Linked DNA regions of Sus scrofa: regions 1, 2 and 4 are each linked to region 3. Evidence: chromatin contacts called from public HiChIP or PLAC-seq and promoter capture Hi-C data. All regions are on one chromosome and are shown on one strand. Each heading gives the region's core, a stretch centred on a gene start, on an enhancer-like site or on the middle of the called end of the contact. The rest is flanking DNA. Distances are from core to core; before and after follow the strand shown.

Region 1 (2,700 bases), core at 153-2,652, 400 kb after region 3:
AGGTTTTATCTTCCCCAGCAATGAAAACACTTAAGGCTATCCGACTTAGTGCAGCAAAAGCCAACTGCTGCCAGAAGGGGCTGCCTGCCCTTCCCTTTCTACTTCCTCTCTACCCTTGATGCTCGGGGACATTCGGTAAAGCGGTAAGGGTGCTGAAAAGGGGGCTTAAGCCCTGATTCCGACACATTAACCGATTGAGAGTTTGGGCTTCTCTCTTTTGACCCAGAGAATATTAAAGCTGAATGCTGCCCCGCCCCCAGGACTAAGAATTAATTAGGACTTTCTGGGAAAGAAGATAGAGTAGCTGAGAGGATTTCAAGGGATTTCAAAGACGGCTTCCCTTTCCTTTTCCCTTCCGTCGGATCCTTTAGGATAGTTTGGGCTTCTCCTTTACCTCCCCTGCCGCTGCTCAGAACCTCAAGCAGAACTGCACCAATTACAAAGCAAGCAAACCAGTAAAGCCTTTGCAATATATCTGTGAAAACTCACATTGTCTTCAGCCTTTTTTCAGATATGTCTACATGGCTTGAAAAAGAAAAAAGAAAAATAGAATAGAAAAAGTGCAGAATGAAGTTGTCAGAGCATGCTGTTTCCTGCTCTGGGTAATCTGTCATCCGCAAGTTCTGGAACAACGCCAGGATCAACTTGGAGACCTACACACGGAAAGGAAAGGTGTACCCTTGAAATGGCATTTTGAGTGCAAACTAACATTTAGTTAGGTGACATTAAATAATTCATCGGTACTTGCCCACAGTGAACCCGCAACCTATGGCACATAGTTATTGCGTAGGTTCTTCATAAGTATTTCCTAAGTAGCTGTTATTGGAGCACTAAAGCATGGCAACGAAACTTTAAATTTGGGGGAACTCAAAAAGTAGTCTTTGGAATTAAACAATTACAACTCATTTGCTGAGAGCATGCGTGGCTCTTAAAAGAGCCTTTGGGGTTAACAGTAAAGATGCTTACTTGGCAAATTTATTTGGAGCTGGTGTACTTGGTGACGGCCTTAGTGCCCTCGGACACGGCGTGCTTGGCCAGCTCCCCGGGCAGCAGCAGCCGCACGGCCGTCTGGATCTCCCGGGACGTGATGGTCGAGCGCTTGTTGTAATGCGCCAGCCGCGAGGCCTCACCCGCGATGCGCTCGAAGATGTCGTTGACAAAGGAGTTCATGATGCCCATGGCTTTGGACGAGATGCCAGTGTCCGGGTGGACCTGCTTCAGCACCTTGTACACGTACACGGAGTAGCTCTCCTTGCGGCTGCGCTTGCGCTTCTTGCCATCCTTCTTCTGCGCCTTAGTCACCGCTTTCTTGGACCCCTTCTTCGGGGCGGGAGCAGATTTGGTGGGTTCAGGCATAGCAGCGTTAAAAGTTAGAACTGCAAGGCTAACACCTGGGAAAATAGTCAGTCAGGGTGAGGCCACATTTATTTATAGATGCGGTATTCAAATGAGGTTAGTAAGGTTTCGCTCACGATTGGATTAATTTTATTGTGGCGTCACAAACACGAATGTAAATGAAACTTGCAGGTCTACGTTTCCATTGGCTGTTAACTTACTTTGCTTCGACCCAATCAGAGGGCTTGGACTAGGCTACTCACAGCTAGTATAAATAGTTTTTTCAAGTAGTTGCACTCTGTATTTCACCGCTAAGAGAAGGCTGCTTAGCCTAGAACGGGTTAGTTTTAATAACTCGGTGCATTGGGTTTGCACGCAACTAGCAGCCATCTAAGTGTCCTGCTGATGAAGTTGGTGGGCAAACGCCTTATCCTGCGCCTGGGACAGCTAATAATTTGCAGCCACCACATACATCAACTTGAAGGTGAGCTGGGTCACCTTCAAGTTCACGTTCGTTAACCTTAACATTTGTGCAATGGATACTTAGAAGATAGCGCTAGGGCAACACGAACGGAATCAGTCCTGACTCCCAAACGTGTGCAAGATGTGGGCCTTCTACCCAACCAAACTCGGGACAGACAAAATACCCGGCCCGCTACACCTCCCACAGGTTTTAAATGAATCGCTATGAAGACCCACCTCCCGTCCCCGGAGGCCCGCCCTTTAACTCGCAGCCTTTTCCTCCCAGCCACGCCCCCTTAAGAGTGTGCAACAGCTCTTTTCCGGAGATCTGTGGGTGGCTCTGAAAAGAGCCTTTGGGTTGTGTAGAGCTTGTAAGCCGTTGGCCAAAGGGACTTCCTATTTCTTCTTGGCTGCCGCCTTCTTTGGCTTGGCTGCCTTGGGCTTGGCGGTCTTTGGTTTAGCCGCCTTAGGTTTCACCGCTTTGGCCTTCGCTGGGCTCTTGGGCGCCTTCTTAGGCTTGGCGGCTCTCGCTTTTTTGGGGCTCTTTGCTTTTTTGGCTCCTGCAGCCGCGGCAGGCTTCTTCGCCTTCTTTGGAGTCTTTTTGGCGCTCTTCTTCGGGGTGGCCGTCCCCGTCGCCTTCTTGGGCTTCTTAGCCGCTCCCGCGGGCTTTTTGGGCTTAGCCGCGCCCGTTTTCTTGGCTTTGGGTTTCGCTTCCCCGGTGGCCGCCTTCTTGTTGAGCTTGAAAGAGCCGGAGGCGCCAGTGCCCTTGGTTTGCACCAGGGTGCCCTTGCTCACCAAACTCTTCAGACCCAACTTGATACGGCTGTTGTTCTTCTCCACATCGTAGCCAGCGGCCGCCAGCGCCTTTTTGAGCGCAGCCAAGGACACGCCGCTGCGCTCCTT
Region 2 (2,860 bases), core at 341-2,840, 360 kb before region 3:
ATTTATTTTCCTTTTTATGGTCACACCTGTGGCGAATGTAAGTTGCCAGGATCCTTAGCCCACTGAGTGAGGCCAGGGATGGAATCCACATCCTCAGAGACCTCGGTCCTTAATCCTCTGAGCTATAAAGGGAACTCTGGGACATATATTTTTAATTTCCCAGAGAGCTACAAGAATTTTAGAAAGTAGATGAATATGCATGTCTGAATTTGAGATAAATCTGAGATGGGGACATAAAGATTTGGAAGTCATTAGCCACACACACACACACACCACACACTAGCATTAGCAATGAAGTGTCCTACAGCTCTCTCTGCCTTATTTGCCAATATTGAACTTTGTTATTTGCCTGCACTTACAAGCCATGAGTTTGGTGATGCCTATTCTCTGCTGCAATCTCTGCAGTTTCCTCTACTTCCCAATTTCCTTTAATCCTCAAACAAGCTGTTACCTCAGAATTTACCCCTCTATGCTCCCTTTATATTCCTGTGCTTATCTCTTGCTACATTGCACCTTGTTTTGGTTTCTCCCTGTTAGATTTTCTTTGGGATAAGTGGTGTTTTATTAACATTGTATCTTTAACGAATGACACGTGTCATAAGAATTTATTGAAAACAAATGCACTACTTTGTGCCTGCATTTCTTGAAATAACAACTGTCTTCATCATTATTCTTAGAATGAGCTTAACAGCATCCAATACCGTCGTTGTTTCAACCAAGTTTAGAATACTCTTGACATCTCAATATTAAATCATGAGTCAGTCTAGAATCTTGCAGATTCATTGGCCTTTGAACTAGTCTAACACAAATGTCATTTTGTTGACAAGGGCTGCTAAATACAAGAGGTAAGCTAATTGGAAATGCAAGTGTCACCTTTTTATGATGATAGAAGTGGCTCTGAAAAGAGCCTTTTGTTTTGTTGTTTTTATGCCGAGTACTTATTTGGCTTTGTGGTGGCTCTCGGTCTTCTTGGGCAACAGCACGGCCTGGATGTTGGGCAGGACACCGCCCTGAGCGATGGTAACTTTGCCCAGCAGCTTGTTGAGTTCCTCGTCGTTGCGGATGGCCAGCTGTAGGTGACGCGGGATGATGCGTGTCTTCTTGTTGTCACGAGCTGCGTTGCCCGCCAGCTCTAGGATTTCTGCGGTCAGATACTCCAGCACCGCCGCCAGGTACACCGGAGCACCTGCGCCGACCCGTTCAGCATAGTTGCCTTTACGAAGCAGGCGGTGCACTCGGCCCACCGGAAACTGAAGGCCAGCCCGTGAGGACCGGGTTTTGGCCTTGGCGCGAGCTTTACCCCCTTGCTTTCCTCGTCCAGACATAACTGGGAGACTGAACAGCAGTTGTCAAAGATGACTGAGTCTGAGGTCCCGAAACCACAGTTTATAGCCACTGCAGGGCGCGAAAAGGAAGCTGTACGATTGGCTAACGTTTCACTTTCGTTTTGACCAATGGAAACACGACTAGATAGGATGCGTTCCTTGATTGGGTAAAACAGATCTGTGAGGTCAGTGGAGAGTAACAGCCAATCGCCAGAAAGCTTGTTTCCACCTCATTTGCATAAACCCTAGCCCTTAAAGAGGCGCCTCTCTGGCCTTCGGCTGTTCATTTTACATCGAACGCCAGACTTCATCATGCCTGATCCAGCTAAGTCCGCTCCTGCCCCCAAAAAAGGCTCCAAGAAAGCCGTGACTAAGGCGCAGAAAAAGGACGGCAAGAAGCGCAAGCGCAGCCGCAAGGAGAGCTACTCGGTGTACGTGTACAAGGTGCTGAAGCAGGTCCACCCCGACACCGGCATCTCGTCCAAGGCCATGGGCATCATGAACTCTTCGTCAACGACATCTTTGAGCGTATCGCGGGCGAGGCCTCGCGGCTGGCGCATTACAACAAGCGCTCGACCATCACGTCCCGGGAGATCCAGACGGCCGTGCGCCTGCTGCTGCCCGGGGAGTTGGCCAAGCACGCCGTGTCCGAGGGCACCAAGGCTGTCACCAAGTACACCAGCTCCAAGTAAATGTGTTCGTAGGCAGTGTCAAACCCAAAGGCTCTTTTCAGAGCCACCTAACCTTTTTCAAAAAAGAGCTGTGGTGCTTTGTCTGTCTCTTGGAGGGGCGGGGTGAAGTGCGTAGGGCTCTGGGTGGTAATTGAAAATAACACTTGCCCCAAACTTGCGGTTTATCTGACAGGTGTTCAGGGAAGGAACTCGAGTCCCCTAGATTCAAATGATTTTTAGTACCTTCTGTAAGTGGCACCTGGAAGCCTATAATTTTCGACTTCTGCTGTCTACGTGTACAGGTACTACAAACTTGTACACTGCAGTCCTTCCCCTCATCATTTTGCAGCAGGTCACAATGCCCTGTGAAAATGCAGGAACTAAAGAACAAGTGATCCAGCTACAAGATGTGATCTGAAGAGCTTTCTAACTCCTTAAGAGACAAATAAGTATTCGTGAAAAGAGCCTTTACAAGTTGACGGAAATATAAGATACAGGGGAATCGCCGCTAAGGGCATAGAGGGTTTGGCTCTGGTGCTTCAGGGAACAAAGTCCATAGCCAGGCAGTCTTCGGCTTGGCGTATTTAAGTAGGTTAACGCCGTCAGGATCACGGTGTCTTAAAAAAAATCTCAGCGCCTGGTGGATATCTAGAGGGAACCAGGTGCTCTTGACTCCATCGCTGCGGGCAAGGAACCTAATGGGCTTGGTGATGCTCTGGATGTCACACAGCACCTTACCGTGACGCTTAGAATCACCATTACCCTAGTCCTTCCCTGCCTTGCCTCGGCCTTGCTATGTTGAAAATACATAGAATTCTGTGGTGGCTCAGCTGGCTAAGGATCAAGCATTGTCACTGCTCTGGA
Region 3 (2,701 bases), core at 199-2,698:
GTAAATCACGTTATGCCATTCCTCTGTTCAAAACTCTTAGAATGATTTGCAAACTTATATCATGGCATATAAAATCCTACATGATTGTAGTCCTACATGACCTGACCTCTGATTATGAACTCACTTTCTACCCTTGCTTTCTCTGTCCTTTATCTTGCTTATACATTCTTGGTCTTAAACTTAATTAACTTCCTGAAACTTGTCTTTGCTTAAATGTTTCACGTATGCCACTGTTTCAATCGGATATAGTGTGGGCCCAAACCTAACGACCGCTGGCTATCCCTAAGAGGACAGAGAGACACACTGGGAAGGTGGGAGATTGAAGATATGCTGCCACAAACCAAGGAATTGTTGGCAACCACCAGAAGCTGGCAAGTACAGAATGATTCCTCCCTCAAGACTCCAGCAGGAACCCTAGCAGCACTTAGATTTTGAACTTTTGGCCTCCCGAGTCGAGAATTTGTTTAAAGCCGCTCATTTGTAGTAAACAGTTTACAAGCCGCCCTAGAAATAGTCTCTACTCCCCGCCCCAAACACTCAGCTGCCCGTCTTTCCACAGCCAATGAACCTAATGTGTCATTATGAAGTCATTTTACTTTTTAATTCAAATATGAAGCCTTTTACCACACTTCGACTTGACCAAACTAGAAGTTAAGGAAATTTTCACATTAAATCTCTTTTCATCTTCCCAAACAAGATAGATGTTAAGTTCTTTTCCAGAAAATGTGGGTGGCTCTGAAAAGAGCCTTTGGTTTGGTTTGATGCGTGTCGCCGAAATCTAGGCCATTACTTGCCCTTGGCCTTGTGGTGGCTCTCAGTCTTCTTGGGCAGCAGCACCGCTTGGATGTTGGGCAAGACACCGCCCTGAGCGATAGTGACCTTGCCCAGCAGCTTGTTGAGCTCCTCGTCGTTGCGGATGGCCAGCTGCAAGTGGCGCGGGATGATGCGCGTCTTCTTGTTGTCGCGGGCCGCGTTGCCCGCCAGCTCCAGGATCTCGGCCGTCAGGTACTCCAGCACCGCCGCCAAGTACACCGGCGCGCCGGCGCCGACCCGCTCGGCATAGTTGCCCTTGCGGAGCAGGCGGTGCACTCGACCCACCGGGAACTGGAGCCCGGCCCGCGAGGAGCGAGTCTTGGCCTTGGCGCGGGCTTTGCCTCCCTGTTTGCCTCTTCCCGACATTATAGCGACAGCAGCTTCGCTTGTGGTAGTTAGCAAAGCGAAAGTCCAGGCGCGGCACTTTTTATAACCCTTATTGGGCGCGAAGAAGAATGCGTGTCATTGGTTAACATTTTGGCTTAATTTAACCAATGAAAACGCGAGTTTGGGACTCTTGCGTTCTGATTGGACAGAACTAATTCCGGACATTTTACTTGATTAGCCACCAATCAGACAAAGTCTTTAGCTAATCACCTTATTTGCATAAGAGATTCTATATAAAAAGGACACATTGTGTGTTCGTCATAGCGGTTTTCATTTTTCCTGGAGGCATTTTTAGCTGCTTTGAATTATGCCTGAGCCAGCAAAGTCCGCGCCAGCTCCGAAGAAGGGCTCCAAAAAGGCTGTGACCAAGGCGCAGAAGAAAGACGGCAAGAAGCGCAAGCGCAGTCGCAAGGAGAGTTACTCCATCTACGTGTACAAGGTGCTGAAGCAAGTGCACCCGGATACCGGCATTTCCTCCAAGGCTATGGGCATCATGAATTCGTTCGTTAATGACATTTTCGAACGCATCGCTGGCGAGGCCTCGCGGCTGGCGCATTACAACAAGCGCTCGACCATCACGTCCCGGGAGATCCAGACGGCCGTGCGCCTGTTGCTGCCCGGGGAGCTGGCCAAGCACGCCGTGTCCGAGGGTACCAAGGCTGTCACCAAATACACCAGTGCCAAGTAAACAGTGAGTTGGTTGCTAACGATCCTAACGGCTCTTTTAAGAGCCACCCACACTTTCAGAAAGAGAGCTGGTGCTTTTTACTTTTGCGCTGGGCGTTTGTAATTTTGGTATTTAGTCGCCGAGCAGAACAATTTCTTGAACAGTCTTAAAGAACTTTCTGTTCCCAAAATAACAAGAGACCACTAACAGGAGTAACGTTATCTGACCTTGGCAAAGCTCGAGCTCCTTGTGTAACCTCATCCTGAGCTTTTCACGGTTATTTAGGAACTTAAGTATATTTAAAAGGGCTCAGCTATCAGTTCTGATAGATTTTACAGCTAAGTAGTGGAAGTAAAATCAAAAATTTCCCGTAACTTGTCGGACAGAGCTGGAGTCCTACCTACCCGGGTGCAGAGGTTGGCGCCGGCAGTTAAATTTGCCGCGATCAGCGCCGCCCTTCTCCACGGCCTGTCTGGTTGCCGGCATCCCGGAAACTAAGGGGTTTCTGTGCGCTGAAAGGATCCCCTTTCCGCCTCTCTCAGACCAGCGCACACAAGTTCCTTGAGTAAAAGATTTTGTGTAGACCATTCTGCTTTTCATTCTTTTTTTTTCTCTCTCCAGAATGAGATTTTCTATTCTCGAATTTCTCTTTGACGAGAAAGAAATGTAATTTTCAGCTTGAGGAGTACAAACACTTTTACTTTTAATTAGAATATTGATTTCCACTTGCTCTATATCCGTATAATGGGAGACGTTAAAAGACGAAATGAAACCGATCCCGGCCCTAAGGGGCTACTGTGCACAAAAGCCTTTCTGCGCCCCCCATTTCTTTGC
Region 4 (2,700 bases), core at 49-2,548, 480 kb after region 3:
ATCTAGATGTAGTAGTAAAGTGAACTTGAGAATAGAATACACCTGGCCCAACTTAGAGACGATGAGAAGAGGTGAGCTTATCAGCAAAAAGTCGTATCATAATTTTTTTGTTCTAGTCTTTTTCCTCTATTTCTCTTTAAAAATGTGCCATTTTCAGCTATTTCAAATCTGTGGTTCATCCTAAAAGTCAAAAATGTATCTTGTTGCTTTAAATTCCATCTAGACTTTTGAGTTCCCAGTTAGAGAATGTCCTTCTATACCAGGACATGTGTTAGACATTGTTTGTTATTAGAAGTAACCTAGAATTTTCATGCGCTGAAATGCATCTCTTTATTGAAGCATACAAAAATAAATAAATATATACACACTTATTTGAAAACAGATCGTCTCAACTTCCCTGGACTGCCAAGTCTACTGGGGTTTATTTGCAGGCTTGTGTGTGTGTGTGGAGGGGGTCTCTCTTTTTCTCTTATTATCCCTATTCTTGAGGGCCTGACCCCCTACCTGGCACAACCCAGAGGGGAACCTGAGAGCTTTTAAAAAACAGCCTAATTTCTTGCCTTTGGAGAAGTGAAGAGTGCCCCGCCCCCATCTATGAAAAGAGGCATTTGATAGTTTCAATGTCTTCAAATCAAAGATTTAGGTCTCTAACCCCCCACCACCCAGGACCCCCAAGGCCTACGAACCCCCTCCCATCCCGCCCTAACTGCTTTGGACTGGCCCAGAATCCTTGTCCCAGTCCACAGTTCCTGTGGGTCTGTACGCAGAAATCACAGAGGACCTGTGTTACTTCCCTTGCGAAGAAACAGAATTCTGGTGTAAATTTAGGTGGAAATCATTTTGTGTTTGGCCCCCAAAGAAGGGAAGCATGTGCCCAACCACCCCTGAGAAAAAGAACTTCCAGGGGCAAAGGAGCGAACAGGTAATTTAGAAGAAAAACAGAAAGTGGTCTCCGACTGCCCAGGATTTCCCTAGGAGTTGGGGGAGTTGGGGACGCCTGGACGCGTAGTCTTGGTGGTTGCGGAAAAAATAAAGATAGATCACGAAGCCTGAGGCTTCTCGGATCCTTTTCCGAGCAAATCCGAGTGATTTGGTGCGAGGTATTTTAATATTTTCCCCTTTTTGTGCAGTGGAACAAACACAACTTGGGCGCACCGCGGCGGCTCAGAGCCTGCCAGCCAGGCGGGCGACCGGAGCACCAATCAGCGCGCGCCTGCGCTCTATATATACGGCGGCCCGACCCAGGCGCGGCTGCATCGGCGCTTTGCCACTTGTACCCGAGTTCTCGATCTTCATCATGTCGGAGACTGCTCCTGCCGCTCCCGCCGCCGCGCCTCCTGCGGAGAAGACCCCGGTCAAGAAGAAGGCCGCCAAGAAGCCTGCTGGGGCGCGCCGTAAGGCGTCTGGACCCCCAGTGTCCGAGCTCATCACCAAGGCTGTTGCTGCCTCCAAGGAGCGCAGCGGCGTGTCCCTGGCTGCGCTCAAGAAGGCGCTGGCGGCTGCTGGCTACGATGTGGAGAAGAATAACAGCCGCATCAAGCTGGGTCTCAAGAGCCTGGTGAGCAAGGGCACCTTGGTACAGACCAAGGGCACTGGGGCTTCTGGCTCCTTTAAGCTCAACAAGAAGGCGGCCACCGGTGAGACCAAGCCCAAGGCCAAGAAGTCGGGCGCGGCCAAGCCCAAGAAAAGTGCTGGGGCAGCCAAGAAGCCCAAAAGGCCATGGGCTCGGCCACCCCGAAAAAAGCCGCTAAGAAGACCCCGAAGAAGGCGAAGAAGCCGGCCGCAGCTGCTGTGACCAAGAAAGTGGCCAAGAGCCCAAAGAAAGCTAAGGCTGCCAAACCTAAGAAGGCTGCCAAGAGCGCGGCTAAGGCAGTGAAGCCCAAGGCCGCCAAGCCCAAGGTTGCAAAGCCCAAGAAGGCTGCACCCAAAAAGAAGTAGGTTGCTGAACGTCTGCTTCTAAAACCCAAAAAGGCTCTTTTCAGAGCCACCACGGATCTCAAAAAAAGAGCTGTGTACTTTAACTTTGGTCCTACTTGTCTTGTCGCTCTACACTTAACCCCTTCTAATTTTTAATCCTAAGGCGGGTTTGGGCGCGAGCTGTGGCGGACACTACCTTGGAAGGGCGGAGAGGTCGGCGGAGCAGTTCAGTGGGCGGGTAGACAGACCCTCGACCCCTCCCTGTGGGGTAGCAGCACCTTCCTGGGTCTGCCTCCCGGTCAGCAGTTTGCAAAGGCTTTCCGGCGCCTGGCGCACTTGGGACATCCGCCAGCCCCACCCCTCTCCTGTGAACAGCAAAACAACCACAAATACATTCAGCCAGTTTTCAGGCCGAAGGGATATTCCGATTGGGCTAAAAACCCATTCAAAAGTCCCGCCCAGTTACTGGGTTGGCTCCCTGCTCCAGCCCATGATTTTCACGCTGTGTTTCATTGGTTGGTGGCCGGCCTCTATCCATGTTCTATGTTCTCGGATGTTTGTTTTCTTACTGTTGCATAAACCCTTTTACTTGATAGAGCCAAGTGTTGTTTTTCAGTGGTTTTCCATGTATCCGAAAGTCAAGTTGGTGTCTACTGAGGGCGTTGGTAGCGTCCAACCCAGGGAGGAGAGTGCGTGTAGGCGCCCTTGCCCCACCTCCTTCCCAGCGTTGCGTTCTTTTAATTCCTGTTTACTGTGGCAGTAAAGGAACTAGTGAAAAACTGC

What was found. Promoter capture Hi-C pulls out the DNA fragments that hold promoters and counts their contacts. HiChIP or PLAC-seq counts read pairs in DNA pulled down with a chosen protein or histone mark.
Region 1: an H3K27ac HiChIP or PLAC-seq map of alveolar macrophages shows a contact between it and region 3. The contact joins the promoter of HIST1H2BD here to the promoter of LOC110261670 in region 3. A contact is called at or near these places in 1 of 5 promoter capture datasets (fetal liver), 8 of 47 Hi-C or Micro-C datasets (blood, fetal liver, heart right ventricle and 5 more) and 2 of 2 datasets of contacts at active chromatin or transcription factors (alveolar macrophages and skeletal muscle).
Region 2: a contact with region 3 is called in a promoter capture Hi-C map of fetal liver, with 16 times the contacts expected there. The contact joins the promoter of LOC110261671 here to the promoter of LOC110261670 in region 3. A contact is called at or near these places in 3 of 5 promoter capture datasets (fetal liver, fetal skeletal muscle and liver), 2 of 47 Hi-C or Micro-C datasets (epiblast stem cells and skeletal muscle) and 2 of 2 datasets of contacts at active chromatin or transcription factors (alveolar macrophages and skeletal muscle).
Region 4: a promoter capture Hi-C map of liver shows a contact between it and region 3, with 5 times the contacts expected there. The contact joins the promoter of LOC574051 here to the promoter of LOC110261670 in region 3. A contact is called at or near these places in 3 of 5 promoter capture datasets (fetal liver and liver), 7 of 47 Hi-C or Micro-C datasets (alveolar macrophages, embryonic fibroblasts, epiblast stem cells and 4 more) and 2 of 2 datasets of contacts at active chromatin or transcription factors (alveolar macrophages and skeletal muscle).

Annotation. Positions count from the first base shown.
Region 1 is chr7:20,819,792-20,822,491 of Sscrofa11.1, reverse strand. HIST1H2BD (histone cluster 1, H2bd) reads right to left here and starts at 1,402. Exons shown (of 2, transcript NM_001243656.1): 1 at 967-1,402. The coding sequence starts at 1,356. The coding sequence ends at 976.
Region 2 is chr7:21,581,252-21,584,111 of Sscrofa11.1, reverse strand. LOC110261671 (histone H2B type 1-H-like) reads left to right here and starts at 1,590. Exons shown (of 2, transcript XM_021099844.1): 1 at 1,590-1,827; 2 at 1,830-2,069. The coding sequence starts at 1,638. The coding sequence ends at 2,017. It overlaps LOC100157763 (histone H2A type 1-H), which reads right to left and starts at 1,377. Exons shown (of 1, transcript XM_001928557.5): 1 at 560-1,377. The coding sequence starts at 1,325. The coding sequence ends at 939.
Region 3 is chr7:21,219,310-21,222,010 of Sscrofa11.1, reverse strand. LOC110261670 (histone H2B type 1-J) reads left to right here and starts at 1,448. Exons shown (of 1, transcript XM_021099843.1): 1 at 1,448-2,282. The coding sequence starts at 1,508. The coding sequence ends at 1,888. LOC110261666 (histone H2A type 1) reads right to left here and starts at 1,208. Exons shown (of 1, transcript XM_021099839.1): 1 at 324-1,208. The coding sequence starts at 1,179. The coding sequence ends at 787.
Region 4 is chr7:20,742,954-20,745,653 of Sscrofa11.1, reverse strand. It overlaps LOC574051 (histone H1.2-like protein), which reads left to right and starts at 1,298. Exons shown (of 2, transcript NM_001025216.1): 1 at 1,298-1,711; 2 at 1,714-1,938. The coding sequence starts at 1,298. The coding sequence ends at 1,938.